Linked DNA regions of Gossypium arboreum: region 1 is linked to region 2. A link is a contact called in public Hi-C data. All regions are on one chromosome and are shown on one strand. The core of a region is the stretch at or near the end of the contact, and the rest is flanking DNA. Distances in the headings are between cores, read along the strand shown.

Region 1 (5,494 bases), core at 1,059-3,558, 400 kb after region 2:
TACAGGACACTCTAAATGAGAAAACTGGGCCTTTGAAGTAACATGTGGAATATTTCGGGAAACTGATGGCTGGTGATAAGATGAATCTATGGTGATGAAATGCCTTGCATTGGACAGCCCGATAGGATCCCCAACAGGAGGCAGATAAGATGAAACCGGAGCATAAGCTCTTTGTTGCATTTGTGGACTATGCCCAAGACCATGAAACCCAAGAGATGCAGTTTCATTGTAAATGTCCTGGGTAAGGTAAACAAAAGTAACGCCTTTGTAAGACATATTCATAGAAGGAAAGAAAATAACAAATAGTAATAATAGTAAATGAAACAAATAGTAATTATCATAAATGATTGGAAAAGATAGTAGGTTTACACACATGAAAACCATTGTCCAAACCCTCAGCATTAACATATGGAAGCAATGAACTCTGTTTATGAGCTGCATTCCAAAAGCATAGAGAAAACTTCATGAGTAATGAGCAAAGTAAGAAAGAGCATAATGTGCCATACAAAAAGCTTATTCTGCCAGCCACAACCGTGCTAACTAGCTGCCTAAGCAACCGTAGCCCATAAAATTGCATGTCATGCCTCACATCCAATTTAGAATCACCTTCAGTGGAATCTAAAAAAGGAAAAAAAATTATTGTTTCTTAATACTAACAGGAAAAACATCAACCTCAAACATTAAAAATGATATGCAACTATTAACATAAGTCCAGTATAGACTTGGAGACAATTTGATAAAACTTCTAATTCAATCATAAGCCAACATGAAAAAATTCTGTAAATCAAAGATCAGTTATTGATACTACGAAGGAACCACAATGTAATCATACAAAGAAGTTCTTCTGCCATAAGGTTTGTAGATTCTATCTTCAAATACCACCGCTATGTTCCCCACATCAAATAGATTAGAAGTCAAATATTGAATCTTTTTAATTTCACTTTGACCAGAAAGTGGAAAAAAATATTTACAAGATGAATTGCTTACAGCAAAATAAGTTACCCTTCCAATCAGCACAAGAATGAATATCAGTTCCCTAAGAAATATCCAAGTTGTAAACCTTATACTGATACACCATTAATCTAGATTTCTACATATATTTTAACATACATGAAATCAGAAACTAGGTTAACAGAAACAAGATAAAGTTTTATATGACAAATGCAGAGGAACTAACCTTCTTGATGGAACTGTGCCTCAGGAGAATAGGCATTCGGCAAATAGGTTGTCGTGGACTCAACAACAGATGGCATGAATCCCGACTGATGGGATGAACCATCCCTCAAGGAACCAACAGCTATCAAATCCTGTGCAAATAAATGAACAAATAACAACATCCTAAGTAATGATCAATTATAAACAACAGTTGTCAGCAGAGCGCAGCGGTTTAAAACAATGGCAATATCAATCTAATCAAGGCAACCAACAAAATGAAGCAATGCAAGCAACAATATACCTTATTAGTCAAAGCGTTCGGGTTAGAAAGGATGTTGCTATCCAGAACCATAACGTTGAAAACCTCTGCCGAGTCTAGAATTCCAAAACCATTGTCAAAATCTTTGATTAACCAACAAATATTGAACAATAATGTGCAGCATGTAAGTAAACAAGTACGTCAAACATTGAAAACATAAACACATAAGAATAGATCATAACTGTCGAACAATTATGGTTACGCGATGATACTATTTGTTGCCAAACGCTAATTATGTCTACGATCATCTCCAATAATATCCTTTAAATAAATAAAAGAAACCAGCAAAACAATCTCGCAATAGATTCCACATTTCTCATTCGATACTTCCATAAAATCAAACAAGAACACATCAAAAAAAACCAAAGAGCTATATTGAAAATTTACAGCCTAAAAAAGAAGACATAAATCATATCTCATATTTCAATTTTTGTTTGTTGGTTTACGGAATTATGATTCAACGGCGACGTACCAGTAGAGGTCATTCGATCAGAAGTTTGGTGAGCCATTGGCATAAATTACAGACGAACAAAATGTAAGTTTTAATAATAATAATAATAATAATGAATTGAAAGATAAGTTTTGGTTTGATGAAATATTTTGGGTTGGAGATCGAGATTCGAGAGAGCAGGGGCTCTGGAAAGGAAGCTTATTTTTGTTTTGTTTTTTTTGGGGGGTTAATTTGGTGAAGAGCTGTTGTGTTAAGAAGCAGAGAGAAGCGGGGGCATTGGGAGTGATGAAGGAGAGGGGAGGGGGGGGGAGGGAAGGGAAGGGAAGGAAGGAAATATCTGCGTGTACCGAAGAGTTGGCAAGACACCACTCGTCCACCTGCTCCCCCCTACCATAGCAGTTTTTCGCTTATGTCACTTTACGTTACTCCAATTTTTTCCCTTCATATTCCTTGTTTTCTATTTATTCAAATAATATAATGATTTTATTATATTACTTTTATCATACTCTCAAAATATGTTTTTAAATATTAATTATTGTAGTTTAATTTGGATTCTCATCAACCCTTTATTGAATAATTTGAAGTAAAATTTTATTTGAATGTATAACTCATATTTTAGATTTAAAACTGTATATAATTTTTTTCAAATTTAAATATATATTGTGTATCTGTTAATATATATTAAAATTTTAAATTTTAATTATAAACTTAATATAAATTTTACAAATATATATTATGTTTGTAATTTAAAATTCCTCTATATTTGTATACCCAATATAAATGAGAAGAGTAATTTTATATTTTCACATTAAAATTGTTCATCTAAAAGCCAAAAACATTTAAATTAGTAAGAAGGTTCAATTTCTTCATCTCTTTTTTATTTTTCATGTTCTATTTTCCATGATTTCTATTTAGAGATGCTTTTAATTTTTCATCAATTAATTTTTTTCTAATTCCATGTTTAGTCCATTCCTCAGTTTTGAGGAGTTATTCATTCCACATTTTATCGTTAATAGTCTAATCAACTATTATTTTTGACAAAAATATATTGGAAAAAGATTTTATGATTTAGGTTAACAATGAATAACTTTTAATCTAATAGTAATTGAAATAGAAATATACCTAAACATTTTAGGTCAGAGTTTATTTTAATCAATTTGATTTAATTTATTGGCATGGGAATATGCCTGTGTAACTATATTAAGTTAGATTTTAATTTCTCGAAAAGGGTTAAAGAAAATTTAATACTCAACTTTGTTAGAATAAATTAGGTGGAAGTAGAATAATTAGCTATAAATTGGATAAAATTGTAATCTTTAACTTTTTTTTATATTGATTAACTACTCCTTTTAATTTGTTTTGTTAATTTTATTTGCTAGATTTAGTTTTTAAAAATATTCTATCAACGATTTATTTTGATGGGATATAAAGTAATAGTTGGTGATTATTAGCTCTTTGTGGGAACGATCATATCATACTACTTGTTACAATAGTATACTTGCACTTGTGATATTTGATCAAGTAGTCAAAATCTTGAATTATTCCTGCTAGATTTAGAGACTGAGAAGGTTTCATGAAGACTTAGAAGACTTAACATTCATTTAGACATTGAGTTTGAGGAATTAATTACAAGGGACATCAATGTGAATGCTAATGCTAATGCTAATGCATGAGCTCTTTCTACTGCTTCGGTGTCTGCTAGAGATTATGTTATATCTCACGTCAAAGCACTCAAACTAGTATTTGCTTTTTGATGGTGGAAGTAAACAACTTTTAGAGCAAGCTAGTGGTTATCCAAAAGGTTGAAGCATACTTCTGGATTTTCTCATCAAGATTCCAATCAACATTTGGAAAAGTTAATTAAATTATGCAATATATTTAAGTTAAATGATGTTTCTTAAAAAAACCGTTAAACAATATCCATCTTCCCTGACTAGAAAAGTTGTGTATTGATTATATGGGTTTATTACAAATTAGGACCAAGTGATGGAAATTTTCTTAGCTAAGTTCTTCCTCCATTTAAGATAGCTAAATTGCATAATAACGTATTTAGTTTCTAGCTGATTGGACAACATTACACAAGGAATATAAATGGTTCAAGGACTTGCAGAAGAAGTGTGCTCACCATCAGGTGCCAAATTGGTTGTAAATCTGGACTTTCTACACTGGGTTAAAAGAATCAATCAAAGGTAATCTAGATGTAGCAACTAATAGGGCACCATCAGGGCACCATCAAGTAATTCACCTACAAAGGTTGCGAGAATAATCAAAGATATGGCAAAAAATAATGTAACACTTCTTACTTGTCCTGATGATAGTTACCGATAAATTATATTACATTGACAAAACAATCACTTTAACAAAAGGGGAACTTTATCAAAAATCAAGAATTGCCCATATCATAAATTTTCATAAAACCAACTTCAACATTTACAAAGATTTAAACACGTTTTCAAAATCACTTAACATATTTTCCGGGGGCTAAGATAAATGAAAACATAAAGCAAGTATTTTGGAGCACTAGAGTGGCTCAAAATGCAACTTTTCAAATTGATTTGAGTACGAAAACGCTAAATGTAACACCCCATAAATTCCAATATGACACGTGACATAATTCCGAGTTCAATATTAAGAAAAAGATTATGAGAAAAATTTAGGGAATGAATCGGATAAAAATTTTTATGAAATTAATATGATAATGGAAAAGGAATTACGTGAAAAGAGTTGTAAAGGTGAAAATATGACAAAAGGGACCAAATCACAAATTTTAAAAGGTATGAGGACTAATGTGCAAAGTTGTCTAAGGGAGGAAAATATGAATCATTGTGGATTATTGGATATGAAATAGATTAGATACATGAGTTGGTGAGACGAAAATCACTTTCAAGACTAAATTGAAAAAAATAAATAATGTAAGGGCTAAATTGTAATTTTTTTATTTTACCAGGAAAAGAGAAAAAGTGAAAATTTCACCACTCATGAAATTATATTAAAGTTTTATTATGAATTGTGAACTTGAATTGGTTTACATATCATATTTTGAGAAGAAATCGTGAAAAAGGATAAAAAGGACAAAATTGTAATTTTGTCATAAAAGGGTAATTTGATCAATTTTTGAGACTTTTATGATGAAAATACTATTTGATCATGATATTTTATATTCAAAATTATTTTGGATTGTTCAAACCTCATATTAAAAAAATCAAGCCATAATTTGACAAAATTAAACTTAGAAAGGTTGAGCTTAGGCTTATTTGTTGGTCCTTTTAAATGAGGAAAAAACCTGTAAACCCCTTACCCAACCCAATCGCTAAATCTAGGTATGGAATGTCACAATTTAACCAGACTGGTCCTAACCAAAAATTTCCAACTTAACTATTTTAAATAGCAAAGTTTGTTAGTCATTAATAAATATTCTTACAAAAAAAGCCTTAAATTAAAATATAACTTACTATCTCTAATTTCAAAATCTAAGGGAACTGTTTAATTAACATTATATTTGACCCCTAAGCAAAGCATCTAAAGGTACCCCATTCCTATGTGCATGACACCAAACTAATGATTACTCC
Region 2 (5,516 bases), core at 3,003-5,502:
TTATTGTTAAAGGACATAACAGAGAAAGACATTATATGAGTGCTGCTGCTTCAGGAAGCGTTCAGAAAAAGAAACTGCTGCCAAAAGGTTGTACTTGGAGCCAAGCAAACATACATTTTTGAGCTCTCAGAATCCCTACTCTCAGATGCTTATTGGAACAGCTGGCTCTTACAAAATTATTAAAGAACTGAAAAGTCAACTGAATAATATCCAATAATCTAAACTATATTCTTAGGGCATGAATTAGAGAGTTAGGGACAAAGCAAAACGTGAATCATGCCAAAACTGAAATATAATGGTTGGAGTGATTGGCAAAAAGTAATATGTACCTCGAAAAAACCTTAGATCAATTTAACAAAAGAACAACAAAACAAATTGCAAGTCACTCACATTAGAATTTTTGGGAATCGAGATTTTTGATTGGCCATAAAAGTAGCCAATGCCACCCAACATATTTGCAATAGCAGCCTTGCCCACATGAATGGAATTAGAATCAAGCTGCAAGTGCAATGCTACAGCATCAGAGTTCCTAGTAGAGTAAATTTAACACCACAACGTAGACAAAACAGAAAAAAGGAGGAAAAGAAAATAAGTCCTAATGGCTACTAATATCATCTTAAATGCCAAGGAAAGAGTATCTCATCAAGCAGTTTTGAACCCTTAATAGCCATCATGACACCATGCAAAATCAACTTGTCTTCAAAAAGAGAGGATATAATAGTTTGCTTAGTTGAGTTCCAAAATGATTGCCAAAGAAAGCTATCAACTACTTAGACTTTCCTTCCCAAGTAAACCAACAAGCTTATGTATAAGGCAAAACAATTGTCGTTTCTAGAAAGCATAAATGATTGAGACCGGAAAATTGAGTCTCCTTATTCAACAACATACATAAAAACCAATTTAGTACATGATTTAGTAACTTAGATTGAAAGCAACTTTGATCAAGGCCAAAGATTCCAAACAACTTCATTCATAACCCAATACATGGGGAAAGAACAACTATATTTCTTCCCATAAATTATCAAAAGTGATTAGAAGGGATACTGAACTGGCAGCAAGAAAAATTAGAAAAGAACATGATGCAGAGCTAAGAATAAGAATAAAATGTGAAGAACCAAAGCACACGCGGAAGAATAAATTACTTCACAAAAATGTATACCTTGTCAGCAAGCTGAAAGCAACTCTCAAATTTAACATCAAATTCTCTTTGTTTCTTGTTTAGTTGATTGGTCAATGAGACACCGGCAAGATTGCTTATGCGTTCTTCTACTCTTGAATTCTCACCAGCTCCAGATACAAAAACGATATCTGTTTCCAGTGGAATCCTCCCAGAAATCTGCATCAAAATTGAAAACCAAGGAGGAGGTAGGCAAGAAAGGCGAACCAAAGTTAACTTCAAGAATGCAAATATTTCAAGAGTAGTATTATCCATTGTGTGTACATAAAATTACCTGAAAAACTAAAATGTTAGAAGAACTCTGGTAGATATCAGGTAGCTGAAGCCGATTAAATCTTATTAACTGTTAAAAGGCAAAAGAAACAAGAGTAAAGAGAAGTTATAAGGGGGAAAAGAAAAACTCATCTAAGTCTCTAACAACTGAAAAAATATATGATGCATATGAAAATCCAACAAACTTGGGATGCAAGGTTTTCTTGGACAAGATCAGACAAATTGTGGATATGAGGTGTCCTTAAACCAGAATAATGAACTTCCAGATCAGCCTACAAATTAAGAACAAAAAAAGTTAGCTCCAAATTAGTATCAATTACCAAATAAAACTATAGAAAAACAAAAACACATTTAAGTCCTGTTATTTTATTGAACAAAATCCAAATATTGAACCCTTAAAAGCAATTAGTGAGAGGTTTAGGCCGAAATTTGCAAGAAATAGTATGGGAGCATATAAGCTATTTGATGCTAAGATTTAGCAAGAGGTTAGGCTAGTTGACTATTATAATTTAGATACTTTCCTGTTTGAATCTAGGATGCTCAAATTGTAACATAACTAAGAAGTGCACATGTGATTCTGTAAATATTAGTGGCAAATTTCAGTCTCTTTCCTAAATGCTAACCAGCAATAAATAGATAAATGAACATTATTTGAGTTACTTTGGTAGTGTGAATGGCAAGTAGGCCAAGAGAGCTTTCTACTATATGAACTAATTTTCCTCATCAGTATCAAATTTTCATTCAAATATAAGTATTGTAATTTCTAATTCTCATTCAATTTCCCTTTACCTTCGATTTTAGATGTAGCTGCCACTCTCCAATGCCTGTTCGTAACCCTGATGCCAGGAGAGAATTCTCGTGAATGTCTAAGGTATCTCCACCTAAACTTAGAGCATTTCCATCTTCCTCAGCCAAATAGAAAAAAAGGTGCACATTTTTCTGCATCTCCTCATTCCACCTAGAGGTGTAAAATGGAACATGATAAACTTGATCCCATAGGGAAATTGAATAGTGAGCCAAGTACACACTCAGAATTGAACATTCTGCTCCACATGCAAGTAAATGCATTCTATAGATATTTTCAGACACACCTTGTTATTCTAGCTTGAAAATAAACATGCAATTATGAGTGTATGCAGGAATGTAGAGAGCAAGCAATATTTCTAATAGCTATAGTTCATCAGGCTTTCCATTCACACTACTGCATTATGAATTTAAAAATCATTCCCCAAGGGCCAGGCTAGCTATATAGGAAAATATAATACCTCAATACATTAATTGACTCAAAGAATTCTACACCTAAAATTGAAACATGCATGGCACTAAAAATGTTAAGCCACAGACAGTCATAAAATTGAAATATGCATTAATTGTACATTTACAAATGTATTCTTCAGTTATTCAATCTTTTTTCTCGGACGGTCATAAAATCAACTTCAATATTTTCCTCTGACCTATCTTCAAGAAAGCACCAGGTTAAACATATCCAATCAACAACACAAGTAAAATAACAGATCAAGCAACATACCCTTGATTTTGTACGTTAATTCGAACTGCCCAGTCTCCTCCATAGCCACTGTCATCCTCCTTATATTTCAAGAAACTTGTTGCTAAAGTCATATCCTGGTCAACCAGAACTTGATGTCCAAAATCCCGTCCATTATGACTTGTCCAACCATATGTGCTCAGATCATCGGAATCTTGGCAAATGTGACGAATAAAATACCTCCCATCCTTTACACCGAGCCACATTAATCCAGCAACTAGTGACAGAGGAGTCCTGCCAGATACAGTTTGCTAATTAACAACCTCCAATTACAATGACTTTTTAGCCAAAAAGGAATTACCATGCAATTATTCACATGAACTTTATCTCCTCTGTTCAAAATTATAAACCTAAAGGGAAAAACATATCAAGCTCTACGAATGTAAAAATATGATATTACCTTGCACGAATCCCAAAATAAACATGAGGACGATAAGTTCCCCAGTATAAGCTCTCCTTATGCTCGCCTTGAAACTGTCACAAATCGAGTGCTCCATTACCAAATACGTACATATACGTATAAAAAAATCTATACTCCAATATACTTACATTTATATTCGCGATTTAAAAACTTGTCTTAAAAAAATTTGAAGGAAAAAAGTGAGAAAGGGATAGAAATTCACATTTGGAGTACCTGAGGTAAGTCCATGATTCTGGGAGCTGGAAATGGAGTGACGACTCTAGGTCTACGAACTTCTTCAGCTGTGCTAATGAGATGATGGACTAAAAAGAATATAATTAAGGCGGCGATTATGCCGAAACCTAAAATGATTTTAAGATCAGCGTTGAGGATTCGAAGTGCGGTGCCGTGATCTTTGGTTTTAACTCTGCGGAGTTTGGAGATTGGTTTAGCTTTATTGAAAGCATCATCGTCTTCGTTGACATCGGTGGAGGGTTTGGTTCTGCTTCGAGCGCTCCGTCGACCACCTCCGGTCATTCTCAGATTAGGGTCGGAGAGTTTTTGAGATTAGGGAAATAGGCGTTTCTTGCACTGATAGATGGAGGAATGGAGCAACGCAGCCAAAAATGGCGGGCAGCTTAGGATTCGGCCCAGCCCATCACGGCTCCCGTCGCCTGTGACGACTAACGAGTAATGATTCCGTATCATAGATCACATGTTGGCACGTCACACGATCCAATTAAATACGATTTTATTTTTTGAGTAAATAATCCCGGTTTCCCCTCAACTTTGGTTGAAATTACGTTTTTGTCACTGAATTTTCAAAACTTTTAAAATTGCTACTAACATTTCGAGTTTGAACAAAACGATCATCCAACCGTTATCATCTATTAGTGGGTAACTGTTGTCTTCTGTGGCACGTTAGTTTTTCATATAGGTTCCACGTGAATTGCCACATAAATTTAGGGAAATAAAAAATAATATTTTCAATAAAAAGAAGTTAAATATTTATTTTGGAAAAAGAAAAGGAATAGTTTTCTATATAAACCCTAAGCTAATTTGTGTTATACTCAGCTATTTTTTTTTTTTTTACATTCACCAACCATGAAGAGAAGAAGATAAGAGGAAGAATAAATAAATCTTAAAATTATTTATGGATTTGATTTAAGTGTAATTGTATACATAAATTTTAATTTGGTGTAATTATACACGTGAAACTTTAATTGTAGTTCAAATGTATACTTAAAACTTTAATTTTGATTTAATCATACATATTTAAAGAAATAAATACATCAATATATTTTTATATTAGATAAATATAATCATTTATGTATGTAATAGATAAATATAAAATGATGTTATATCAATAGTTGTGTTAATAATTTACAAGAATTGGATCAAATTAAATTTTATGTATAAAATTACACAAAATCAAAATTCATGTATACTATTGCATATTAAATTATAATTCATACATAATTTTGGTATTTATCCCAATAAAAAAAGAAAGAATGGAGTAGCCTACTTTGAATCCAATGCACTATTATGGAAACCTAGCAAAATTAACAACTCCCCAATAAAATGACAACTCATGTAGGGATTTTTTTGTTGTATGAACTATGGTAATGGAAACTAAATTTGTTGTTGTTTTTTTTCTTAGTATGATCCACCATTGACAGTTCATTCAAGAATTGTTTTATTAAGGATGTTGAAAAAAGTGAAAACAATGGAGAAGGAATGAGATAATCATATGGTTAATAGTTGTGATTATTTGTATTATAATGTGGACTATGAAATGAAGAAAATAATTATTGTTGAATTATGATTAGGGTTAAATGTAGGGTTTTCTATTGTTCAAGTATGAAAATGGGGTTGAAATTTAGAGAGTTTTTTTTTTTTATTGAAGGGAAAATGTTAAAAGCTTTAGTTGAGTGTAACACCCATAAAATTGTTATGTTATAAAAGTAGCATAAAGTAAAAACCGTGCATAATGGATTCCTCGATAAAATGAAATAAGGAATATAATTGACAAAAGATAAGGTTGAAGGATGCCAAAGAAAGTTTAATTAATAAGTATGTAACACCTCACGCCCGACCCATTTGTCGGATCCGAGTATGGT

Evidence for each region. Hi-C and Micro-C count contacts between places; a contact is called where the count stands out from the background.
Region 1: a Hi-C map of leaf shows a contact between it and region 2, with 3 times the contacts expected there. The contact joins the promoter of LOC108458181 here to the promoter of LOC108467160 in region 2. A contact is called at or near these places in 2 of 5 Hi-C or Micro-C datasets (both in leaf).

The regions. Positions count from the first base shown.
Region 1 is chr2:66,553,618-66,559,111 of ASM2569848v2, forward strand. It overlaps LOC108458181 (YTH domain-containing protein ECT2-like), which reads right to left and starts at 2,309. Exons shown (of 8, transcript XM_053024888.1): 1 at 1,947-2,309; 2 at 1,457-1,530; 3 at 1,178-1,307; 4 at 374-618; 5 at 1-237. The coding sequence starts at 1,989.
Region 2 is chr2:66,154,282-66,159,797 of ASM2569848v2, forward strand. LOC108467160 (mannosyl-oligosaccharide glucosidase GCS1) reads right to left here and starts at 4,253. Exons shown (of 21, transcript XM_017767704.2): 1 at 3,631-4,253; 2 at 3,397-3,470; 3 at 2,979-3,230; 4 at 2,240-2,408; 5 at 1,636-1,722; 6 at 1,452-1,520; 7 at 1,160-1,336; 8 at 391-498. The coding sequence starts at 3,933.